Regions from separate parts of the Mus musculus genome. Here region 1 is linked to region 2. The links are chromatin contacts, called in public HiChIP or PLAC-seq maps. All regions are on one chromosome and are shown on one strand. The core of a region is the stretch at or near the end of the contact, and the rest is flanking DNA. Distances in the headings are between cores, read along the strand shown. Region 1 overlaps Larp4b (La ribonucleoprotein domain family, member 4B). Region 2 holds the start of Wdr37 (WD repeat domain 37).

Region 1 (5,193 bases), core at 1,308-3,807, 240 kb before region 2:
TTGAGACTGAGTGGGTTTCAGTAATGTGGAGGCAGGGTGACTGCCAACCCTAGTGACCCTCCTGTCTCTGGCTCCCACAGTGCTAGGGTTACAGGTGTGAATGGCCATATCCAGCTTTTTATGTGAGTGCCTAAGATTTAAACTCAGGTCCTCATGCTGTGTGTGTGTTAAGTGTTCTTACAAAGTCAGCTATTTCCCTAGCCCAGTCAGGGCAATTCTGAAGGGCAGATTTAGGTATGTAAGAAAACTACTAGGAAGGAGGGACCAGGAAGGGGGACAACATTTGAGATGTAAATAAATAATTAATAAAATGGAAAGAAAAAGGACAAAAAAGAAAACTACTTAAGATGAAGCTGGTCTTGAATCACAGTGTCAGAATAGAATCACAAGAGTCAGAATAACAAGAAACACCGTTTCAAAGAATGTGAGTGAAAAAACCTAAGTGGCACAGGGCTTAGTGTCAATCTGGGAGTGAGCAGGATAGTCTCATCCAAATCTGTCAAGCCCTGGGGCAGGGATGCCTTAACCTCTGGAGACTTAGATCTGCTGTTGCAGCAGAAGCTGAGCACTGAAGCTGCAGAGGACTAAAGCTGTATCTCCTAGAGCACGTGTACAGATTTCAGTGCTGTTTGCTTCCCTGATTCCAGAGCACCCCAGAGTCAGGCTCAGAGCATCTGGGGGAGGAGGGAGAACCTGCCCAGCTCACAGCCTACACAGTTAAGTGTGGCCATCAGAGGCTCCCAGTGCACAAAGCACAGACGCTACTGAACTGCAGTGACAGACACGACACTTGTCTAGCATGGGCTCAGCACCAATATAAATTGTAAGAAAGACTCTCCCAGTTTAACTGACACTCTCCCCACCCCCAACTCCTACCCCTCCCACCCCGCCCACCATGAAGAGTCCAATTTTGGAGAACTGAGAAAAAGCCACTCCAACAGGTCATTTACTATACTTTGAATAGTATTTTGAGTTTAAGAGCTATCATGCCTTTTTTTTTCCCCACATATATATCTAATCCTTTTTAAAATTTTCATTGCTAAGTGAACTTTTAAAAACTCACTCTTCTTTCCTCTTCCACTTTAGTCACGTTTCCCAGCCCTTCTCCAGTCCTCCCTCCTCTAACCTGTAACTGCAAACACTTTACTTTCACGCCTCATGACTGTTCTACAGCCATTATGGGCTTTAATGAATTTTAACTGTGTGTGTGTACCTTGTTCAGGTTTTGTTGTTGTTGTTGCTAATACAGTCTTTATTTGAGGACTGAGAAGGCTGCTTCAAGTTGGGGAGATAGTCCAGGCAACAAAGTACTTAGCATTGAGAGTGAGGAACTGAGTTCAGTCCCCCAGCACATACATAAAAAGTTAGGTGCAGTAGCCTAATTACTGTAGGCTAATCATTGAGCTCTAGGTTTAGTGAGAGACTGTGTCTCTCAAAAAGGGTAGATAAGCCTTTGACCTTTGAATTCCACGCACATACATACAGATGTGCATACACATGTGTACATGTATACAACTATATACCACACAACAGCATTCATGCACAAGCAAACAGGCTGCTCAGTAAGAAGACAAAGGGGATCCGGGATGCAGGGTTCAATTCCCAGCACCATGTAAACTAGGTGTGGTAGTACCGAATTGTACTACCTACTATATAATCTCAGGAAATGGAGGCAGGACAATTGAAGTTCAAGGTCAATCTCAGCTGCCTTGCATGTTTGGTGCCAGAATGAGTATGAGTCTCAATATTAAGGAAAAAAAAATGTTTAAAGGGCTATCACCAGCTTGTCTGACACCAAGTAGGTTGGGCTTTTGTTTTTGTTTTTTAAAAGATAAACCTGGGATATCTTAATATGAAAGTAAGGAAACTATTCATAGTAAGTGTGGCTACACTACAAGAACACTAAAGCCACAGCAGGAGAGGCAAAGGTCTTGAATGTATATGAAATATGGTATCTAAAAGTCCCTGAAAGCTAAAAACATCACCACTATACTGTAAGGACACCAATTCATTATCCTACAGATTATTAAGGGAAACAGTTATGTAGTCCACCCCCCCCCCAGATTAATCAATATTTCATGACAAAACAGTCATCAAGAGAAAAGCCTCAGTAAATGAAGAATGAATGATTTTTAAAATATCAAGATGTGGGCTACAGACAGCTCAGCGGTTAAGAGCACTGACTGCTCTTCCAGAGGTCCTGAGTTCAATTCCCAGCAACCACATGGTGGCTCACAACCATCTGTAATGGGGATCTGATGCCTTTTTCTGGTGTGTCTGAAGACAGCGACAGTATACTCACATACATGAAATTAATTAATTAGTAAAAAAATTAATCATTAAAAATACCAAGATGTTAAAGAGTTTAGTGCTTAACATAGTGGCATATGGCTACAATGTCAGCATTTAGGAGCCCGAGACCAGAGGGATTTTTATCCTACTTTATAGATAAAACTGTAAATCAGATCCTGACTGGGGCCATTTCTTAGTCTTATCACTGAAACTGGAACTCTAGGCATTCTTCCCACTTCCTGGTCTTGCTATATATAGTGCCTTTCCTGCAAGATGGAATGTATGGCCTCAAACTGAGAGCCAGAAACCCCTCCCTCCCTTTAATTACTTCTTAGGCAGTTTGTCGTAAGAATGGGAAACTAATACAATCTGGAATTTGCTTTTTAAATATGCTAATAAAATTTAAAGAGAGAAAAAGAAACAAAACCACAAGGACGGCAGATCAATGGCTGCTGAAACCAGATAGTACAGGTCAGCTGAGTGAGGTTTATGAAACTGTACTCAAAAGTAAAAACTTCGTATATTTAAATCTAAGGAAAATATGGCTTAGATATTACTGATACTCAATTAAAATGTCACATTTATTTATACTTAAAATGTGTCCTTGATGAAATCAAAGGAAATGTGCAAACCATTTTTTTGTTTGTTTGGTTTGTTTTTGTTTTTTCGAGACAGGGTTTCTCTGTATAGCCCTGGCTGTCCTGGAACTCACTTTGTACACCAGGCTGGCCTCAAACTCAGAAATCCGCCTGCCTCTGCCTCCCAAGTGCTGGGATTAAAGGCATGCGCCACCACGCCCGGCTGCAAACCATTTTTATGAAGAATAATTGTGTTGGCTTTTGCCATAAAAAGGAAATAAGACACTCAACTACAGAAAAGCAGAAACTAGTACAATCAATCACAACGGTTTAAAAATTGACAAAACCGGCAAAGTAAAAAACAAACAAACAAACAAACAAACAAAAAAAAAACCATGATATGAAATGATAAACAGTAAGGTTGTAACTAGATTTTTAAAATTCACATAACTTAGTAGTTACTTAAAAAACAAAACTAGAAAGAAATAAGCAAAGAGATTGACAATGTATGATTGAGGTTTCACTTCTTGCACACTGCACAGATAGACACACTGTAGCAAGGATCCAACAGTACAACTCAGTCCACTGATGCATCTTTCATTATCACTCAAACACAAATGACTCACTACAGTGCTGACCAAGTAAGTACTCTATGTCCTTCACCATCAGCATTCATACAATGACGTTTACCAAGTCTCTTCTCAGTCTCATGACTGGGACCAAGGGATGAAACACAAGGAAAGTACTAGACGCTACTATACAGTCACGTTCAAGAACTCCAACTTAATTTCTAAAAGTTTACCAAAAAGGAAAAAGAAGAAAAAGGTAAGTGAGGGGCCAACAAGATGGCTCAGAGGGTGGAAGTACTTGAGCACAGGCCTGATGCTTTCACTTGCTCTGGGGATCCTACAGGGTGGCAGAAAAGAACTCGAGAAAGCTGTCCTCACTTCTACACATGCACCCTGGCATGGGTTGGGGCCACACAGGCGCACACACACACACACACACATGTGCAACTACATATACACACAAAAATAAATTTTGCAAGTTAAAAAATAGTAAATGAATAATATTCAACTAGGTAAGTAAACAGTTTTCTCTGAATAAGAAAAACAGGCTCTTCACAACTGGACACCTGCCTTAGTACTGTGTGGATCCCTGGGCAATCAATTTTAAAAGCCAAATTGTTTTTACTTTTAATGTCCAAATGTATTTATAAGTGAAACAGTTTACCTACTAGACTCTGACTTCTTTGAAACTAAGTAAATTCATCAGGGGGGAAAATTGTCAAAGCAGTTCTAATGGAGAGTTATTAAAATAAAACTCTAGCATTGTAGGGCTGAAAAGAAGGCTATTTTTTAGTGTTATTATTTTTCTATTTCTAGAGAGGAGGTGTAAGGAAGTGAGACAAAATAGGAACTGGAGTGTCTCATTCATTTGCTCCATGTTGCTAGATCATATTCTCTCATGGCTGTCAGCATCATTCTGACATATCTAAAATGTGTATTCTGGTTTTACACACACACACACACACACATACACACACGCACAATGTACACACACATACTCTACATAAAATGTAGAGTTCCTCAGGGGAGGCAACTCTGCTTCGTTCTTTCAACTCACAGATTACATACAGAATTCATCTTTGATAGTGGAAATATGTACAGAGGAAAAGATGGCTGTCTCCAGGAAGGCTGCTATTCTAGCTCTTTGTTTTTACAGACTTGGTACCTCTATAATAGTCTCTTTAATGAGTATTCTTATAGTAAATGTGTTATTCAAAGATACTGGCAGATGAAAGAATGAGCCCAATCTCAGTACAGTACCTAATTGTACATTTACTCTGGCACCCAGCGCAGGTGTACTCCTAATCAGACATGGCCAATAAGCTTCAAGATTATTTTAAATTTCCTTTTATGCACGCACACCTGTGCTTCTACTGAAACAGCTAGTGGTAGGATTCGAGTTGTTTGTGCTGGGGGAGAGGGATGATAAAATCAGACACAGACAGAACAATTTATTAGCAAAATCTGACTGGAAAGGTAATCAATTCACAAGAAATATACCAAATAAAATTGTATTTTTAAATGTCACACTAATAAAAATCTAATTTAGAACTTATGACTGCTTTTGTGAAATACTGTTAGGTCCCAAAGAAACCTGAGACAGATTCCACTTAGTACCTACGGCTCCTCCCAGCACTTCTCACCCTACCCCACCCTACACCTCTCCAGCCAGAGGCCAGATTTCCTTTTCCCCAGCTTCTGATTCCTATAATAACTCAGTCATTCTGACTACAAACTCTCTTGGGGTCTTGGTA
Region 2 (5,604 bases), core at 1,336-3,835:
AGCCCACAGAACTGAAATTACAGATGTTGAAGCCTGCTCCTTTTAACATCACTGCAGCAATTTTGTATTCAGTCTCCATTTTGCTCATAAGTTGAAATTAAGTTCAGTTCTCAGACTCCACTTTCCAGAAGTGATTATCCATAGCTGACACTGAAGAATGCTACTAATAAGCCAAGAAGTTATGATTATAGTACTTATGCTCTGTTATCTCAGTGCTCTGAAATTCCCTTTTACTACCTGCCACCCCTCTTACCTTACTCAGGACCAATCAGCTTAAAGTTAGCAGCTACTACTTTTGTCTAGTTAGGCAACATTTTGTGCTACTCCCCCACAACCCCCTTACCTTCTAAACCTTTGAATCTGTTTTTTCCTATAAAAAGCCTGCCCTAAAAACAGACTGGTACCACAAAATTAGGTTCCCGAATCCTTTTTGTGGTCCTGATTGATCAGTCTTGGAGTGTGTGTTCTACAAACCATTTTTGCTTACCTGAGATCTGTGTTCGTATGGTTTGTGATGCAATTTCTGAACCTCAACAACAGTCAATTGTAACCTGTGGGTGCTGGGAACTGAAACTGGGTCTTCTGCATGAATACTCAGTGCTCTTAACAGACAGCTACCTCTTAGGGTTTCCTTGCTGTGAAGAGACGCCAAGACCACAGCAATTCTTACAAAAGACATCTAACTGGAGCTGGTTACAGCTCTGAGGTTCAGTCCATTCTTGTCTTGGTAGGAAGAAGGGCAGCATGCAGGCAGACATGGTACTGCAGGAGGAGCTGAGAGTTCTACTTCTTGATCTGAAAGCAGTAGGAGACTGAGACTCACTTGCCAGACTTGACCTTCTGAGACCTTAAAGACTGCTCTCAGGCACACACTTCCTCCAGCAACATCCCACCTACTCCAGCAAGGCAACATCTCCTAATAATGCCACTCCCTCTAGGCCTATGGGGGCCATTTTATTAAAACCACCACGCTTTGTTTTTTTTTTTTTTTTGGTGGAACTCTAAATATACCAAAGATAAAATGTACTTCCATTAAAAGTATCTTAAGTGGCACCCAAATGTGGCTGCTTTGTTGCAAACTTAGTGGAATGCTACTTGGATATGGAACTATGCTTTACAGTACTTTCTGCTGGCTATCATTAACAGCAGAATGTCTTATGCATTCTTTGTTACTAGTTAAAATTTTCTTAAATAAATATCACAGCCTCCAAATTTGACAGTGATTTCTCTGAGAAGCCAAATCTTTTTTTTCTCAGTTCATATTTATAGACTGTTACTAGTGATAAGCTTTGTATACTATATTTTTTTTAAAAAAAGATTTATTTATTTATTTTATGTATACAAGTACACTCTAGCTGTACAGATGGTTGTGAACCACCATGTGGTTGCTGGGGTTTGAACTCAGTTTAAGAGCAGTCAGAGCTCTTAACCATTGAGCTATCTCTCCAGCCCCCTGAATATTATACTTGATACACAAGTAACCCACAATTTCTTGTACAGAATGTTTTGGTTATTCGAGTCTCCAAATACGATAAATTTATTTCTTCTCCAGCAAACATCTTGCATTACTGCTTCTTGAATCTGAACCTTCAGTTTTATCTTATAGGAAGAATGTTGACCCATATAGAAGGAAAATACTATCATGCTTTTACTGTAGGTGAGTTTTAAACATCTAGTTCAAGTTGCTCGCAGAGACAAGGCTGTTTATGTAACAGCTCCATTCTGCTATGTAGGTCTTCCCAACCCTGATTAACGGGGAAAAGCGGCTCAAGTCCCACCTTTTGCAGTGAACAGCTGATTCTATTTTCCCCTCTTAGCCAATGGTGATCAGATATTTCAGAAGGAAACTGGGTGAGTCATCTTCTGCAGATAAGCTGAAATATTAATAGTTCTATCTCTACCAGGCTCTCCTGCAGCCAGCTAGCAAGACTCCCACTGAGCCCTGCCTGAGGAGCCATTCCTAGCAGATCAGCCTGTAAAGCAGTTGGATTTGAGAGATTCTGAAAGCGATTACGTTAAATAGTACACTCGACTTTGCATTTTAATAGATTATTTTTCTTACCAGTTTTTGGGCTGTGCGAGTGTTTAGGACAGATGGACTTAAAACCTGCCTGACCGTGGACCCCTCACCGGAATCCCTGCAGTGGTAAGTACCCACGGTCCGGGAGGCTGTGTGTGCTTCTCCCTGTTACCGACGCTACAGGGTCTCGGGGAGCAATTCGTGCAAGGATCGCGTGTACCGTTAGTGTGTGGTGCAGAATTTGGGGTCTAGCAGTGCCTGTAAGCACCTTGGGAAAGCTCCTAACAGGGAAAGCGCTGAGCCTACTTGCGCCACCAGGGGACGCCATACTCGTTCTGCAGTCACTCGCTGGGTCTTGGCTCAGCGCGCTGCTAGGCCATAGTTTAGGTCTCCAGGACCCGGCGTCAAAGCCGAAAGCCAAAACAGGAGACTATCCCGCGGAACAAGCCTGTGGGACTGAGCGAAGGAGACCAGGAAAGAACTTCCGCAGCCGTTGGGCATGGGGCGGAGCTTCCGGTCTGTTTTTTTTTTTTTAAGGACCATCTCTGAGGGCGGGACTTCCGCAGTTACCGGAAGTACGGGCGCGCCAGTTCGGGTCGCCGGGTTGTGTCAGTGCGGGAATCGGCCGGTTTTTTTTCCTGCTCTGGGTCTGCCTCGGGAGCCTCGTCGCGGGGGGATCTACGAATTGAGTGCGACGTAGGCTGGTTCCAGGCGGACGCGAGTGCTGCTGCTGTGACAGGTGACGCCATCTTCTCAGCTGTCTGGCTTGGCATCCTTCTCGGGCGCTCGGGGGATGTCAGGTGTCCGGGTGGCGGTGGGGACGAGGCTTCGAGGTGGATGAAGGATACAGTCCTAATCCTGCGCACTCTCTCTGGCTCCCTGTGTACTCAAGTGGCGTCTACCTGGCTGTCTGTGTCCCGTGGGAAGCCCAGAGTTTTCGAAGATGGTGGCCTTCGATCCCGCAAAGACGGGGTATGGCCTCTGGGAAGGAGGAAGGGTGGGGGGCGGAGATGGGGTAAGCAGATGCTGAAGTGGTAAAACCCCGCCACGCCTTTGTTTCTCTTTCTGAAGACTTCCTTTTCTTCCCCGTACACTTCTATTTCCTAAGTTTTAAGGCATCATAATGGGCCAGTTTTACCAAAAAGTTGCATAAATATGCCATTTCACTTCGCGAGCAGACATAACCGAACGATTGATCAGGTTCTTAGAGGTTTTATCATCTAACTTGAACTCTTCGATGTTTCTTGTGCTTGAAGACGAGGACCGTTAGCTCTACACCACTCACTCTCTTGCCCGGATGTAGATTGCTAGGCAGTTTCTTTGAAGTTCAGATGGGTTTTCTTTACATTGCTTATTGTGGCCTACAAAGTATGCCATCAAAGCGGTACTGAAACCTTTTTACCTCTAAGCAGTACACCTGGTGATAATAAGCCTCCAGGATACTTCTCCCTTTTCTAAGAAATCTTCTATTATGCTACCTTCCTTGCTGTTTTGGTTACTTTGCCGATCACATTTTCAAGTGTTTGTAAATTCTCTTTGACACCTAAGCCACATACTTGAGCATAGTATATATAAATATAACCTGACCAAAGTAAGTAGAGGCCTTCTATTAGTGTTGCCCATAGGAGACGCAGAGCAGTGGCCAGTGGCCACATGAAATAACAGTGTGACCTTGATGTTTATGACAGCTACGTTTTTGCAGTGTATATCAAGCCTTCTTGCATAAATTTCTGGACACAGGACCTAAGTATGCTTCCTTTGGTTTTCTTACTCTGAGATGTTACTTCCTTTAGTATAGGTACGTTGGTCTGTTATCTTACTTTGCCCTTGATTTGAGGTAAAATCCTTGGGGTTGGGTATTTCCCCCAGCAGTGATACTAAGAGTTTTGTTAGTTGTCCTGTCCTGATTTATTCAAAGAAAGATATGCTTTCTAGATTTGAATTTCTTTTTTGGTTATTGAGAAAAAAATTCTTGGTGGTAGCTTATTTAATTACTGATGCCTGTCAGCTCAGTGCCATCCTTAGACTCGATAAGTGTGCATCATTTGCCTTCATCTCATCAGTGACAGAACATTTTAAGTAACTTAATTCTGGTGACAGATTTCCAAGGTTGCGTGTAGAGACCATTCTCTTTTCTGTTACTGGTTAGATATTGCATTGATTCAGCCCTCTAGAAGTTAATTTTAAAAGTACTATTACAATCAACACTTAAAATATTAATATTATTAATACCTTTATTGAACTTTTGGAGGTTCAGTGACATTTTATAGTTTATACTACCATCTGCAAATTATATAACCATCTTTTTAATGTATAACTAACATTTTTGGGATAAACCGGGTATTTATTTTGAAATAAATCAGTTTTTTCTTGTTGAAAGAAAATTAAAATTCTTCCTCCAAAGTATGAAATAGAGAGTAATGTTTTATATTATCTCAAATAAAAGCATACATTGTTTGTTGTATTGCTTATAAAACTACTTCAGCAGGCTTCCTGTTTGGTTGTATGTACTTAATAAAAATCTGATACTGTAGGTAGTAACACCTTACTGTGGAACATACATACTAAAAAGAGCCTTGAAAAGAGAGAGAGCTAAGTGTTCATTGGTGCGGTTTAATGTTATACCATTTACCAAGGTAGTGAATTTGGTATATTAACAGTGTGTGTAGAGATTTTATTCATTTGTTAAATATGTTGCACTAAAGCTGGACATGTATTGTTCTGCCTTGTTTATAAACAGCAGAGAAGAGGATATGCCCATGACAGCATGGAATAAGGACAGATGAGTTTGGCAGGCCAACCAGTTAGGAGTGCAGGAGAAACTATATTGCAGCTTTACATTTAATGTACTGATCTGTCTTACTGAACTGGGTGAATTGATGTGAGTGTTTGAAAGAAAGTAATTACCTTTTGGAGCTTTAGATTCTTTCTTTTTAAAAACATATATAGGTGAATTAGTGCATAGTAAAAGTAACTTTATAAAATAATTTGTTTGGTGTGATGCTGGTGATGAAACCCAAGGTCTCAGCTATGCCTAGCAATCAGCCTCCTTCCCATTGAGCTACATCCCACCCCAGATGTATTTTCTCTTTTTTTATGAGACAGTTCCTCTCTGTGAAGCCTTGGCTGTCCTGTCTTGGGATTCTCTATTTAGACCAGATTAGACTGGCCTTGAACTCAGAGATCTGCCTGCTTCTACACCCCCCCTCCCCCCCCCCAGTGCTCGGATTAAAGGCATGCACCATTATGCCCAGGTAGACCTATTTTATTTTCAGAGTGAAAGAGTTTTCTTTCTCTTTTGAGCTACCTTTTGTTTTGCTTTTTTTTGTTTTGTTTTGTTTTGTTTTTCGAGACAGGGTTTCTCTGTGTAGCCCTGGCTGTCCTAGAGCTCACTCTGTAGACCAGGCTAGCCTCGAACACAGAAATCCGCCTGCCTCTGCCTCCCTAGTGCTAGGATTAAAGGCATGCCACCACGCCCGGCTTCAGTTACCTTTTTAATACTGTCTAGTTTGTAAAATACCATCAGACTACAAATTGAAGTTGAAAATTCTCCCTCACAGTGGTTTTGTGTGAGGATCAGTGCC

What was found. HiChIP or PLAC-seq counts read pairs in DNA pulled down with a chosen protein or histone mark.
Region 1: a contact with region 2 is called in an H3K4me3 HiChIP or PLAC-seq map of bone marrow-derived macrophages, with 3 times the contacts expected there. The contact joins the enhancer-like site here to the promoter of Wdr37 in region 2. A contact is called at or near these places in 6 of 39 promoter capture datasets (the C10 cell line, the HPC-7 cell line, HPC-7-derived erythroid cells and 4 more), 6 of 484 Hi-C or Micro-C datasets (the G1E-ER4 cell line, the HPC-7 cell line, centroblasts and 3 more), 11 of 115 datasets of contacts at active chromatin or transcription factors (the SCID.adh cell line, bone marrow-derived macrophages, embryonic stem cells and 5 more) and 3 of 9 other capture datasets (adipose tissue, liver and macrophages).

Annotation. Positions count from the first base shown.
Region 1 is chr13:9,112,260-9,117,452 of GRCm38.p6, reverse strand. The region is part of intron 1 of Larp4b (La ribonucleoprotein domain family, member 4B); the gene reads right to left. Among named protein-coding and RNA genes, the nearest start is that of Larp4b, 21 kb to the right of the region's middle. Within about 2 kb of position 2,557, at least 13 of the 459 cell types and tissues checked have an H3K27ac peak or open chromatin away from gene starts, as enhancers often do. A contact at or near this core is called in the G1E-ER4 cell line and bone marrow-derived macrophages, where this site is marked.
Region 2 is chr13:8,868,025-8,873,628 of GRCm38.p6, reverse strand. It overlaps Wdr37 (WD repeat domain 37), which reads left to right and starts at 2,585. Exons shown (of 14, transcript NM_172445.3): 1 at 2,585-2,759.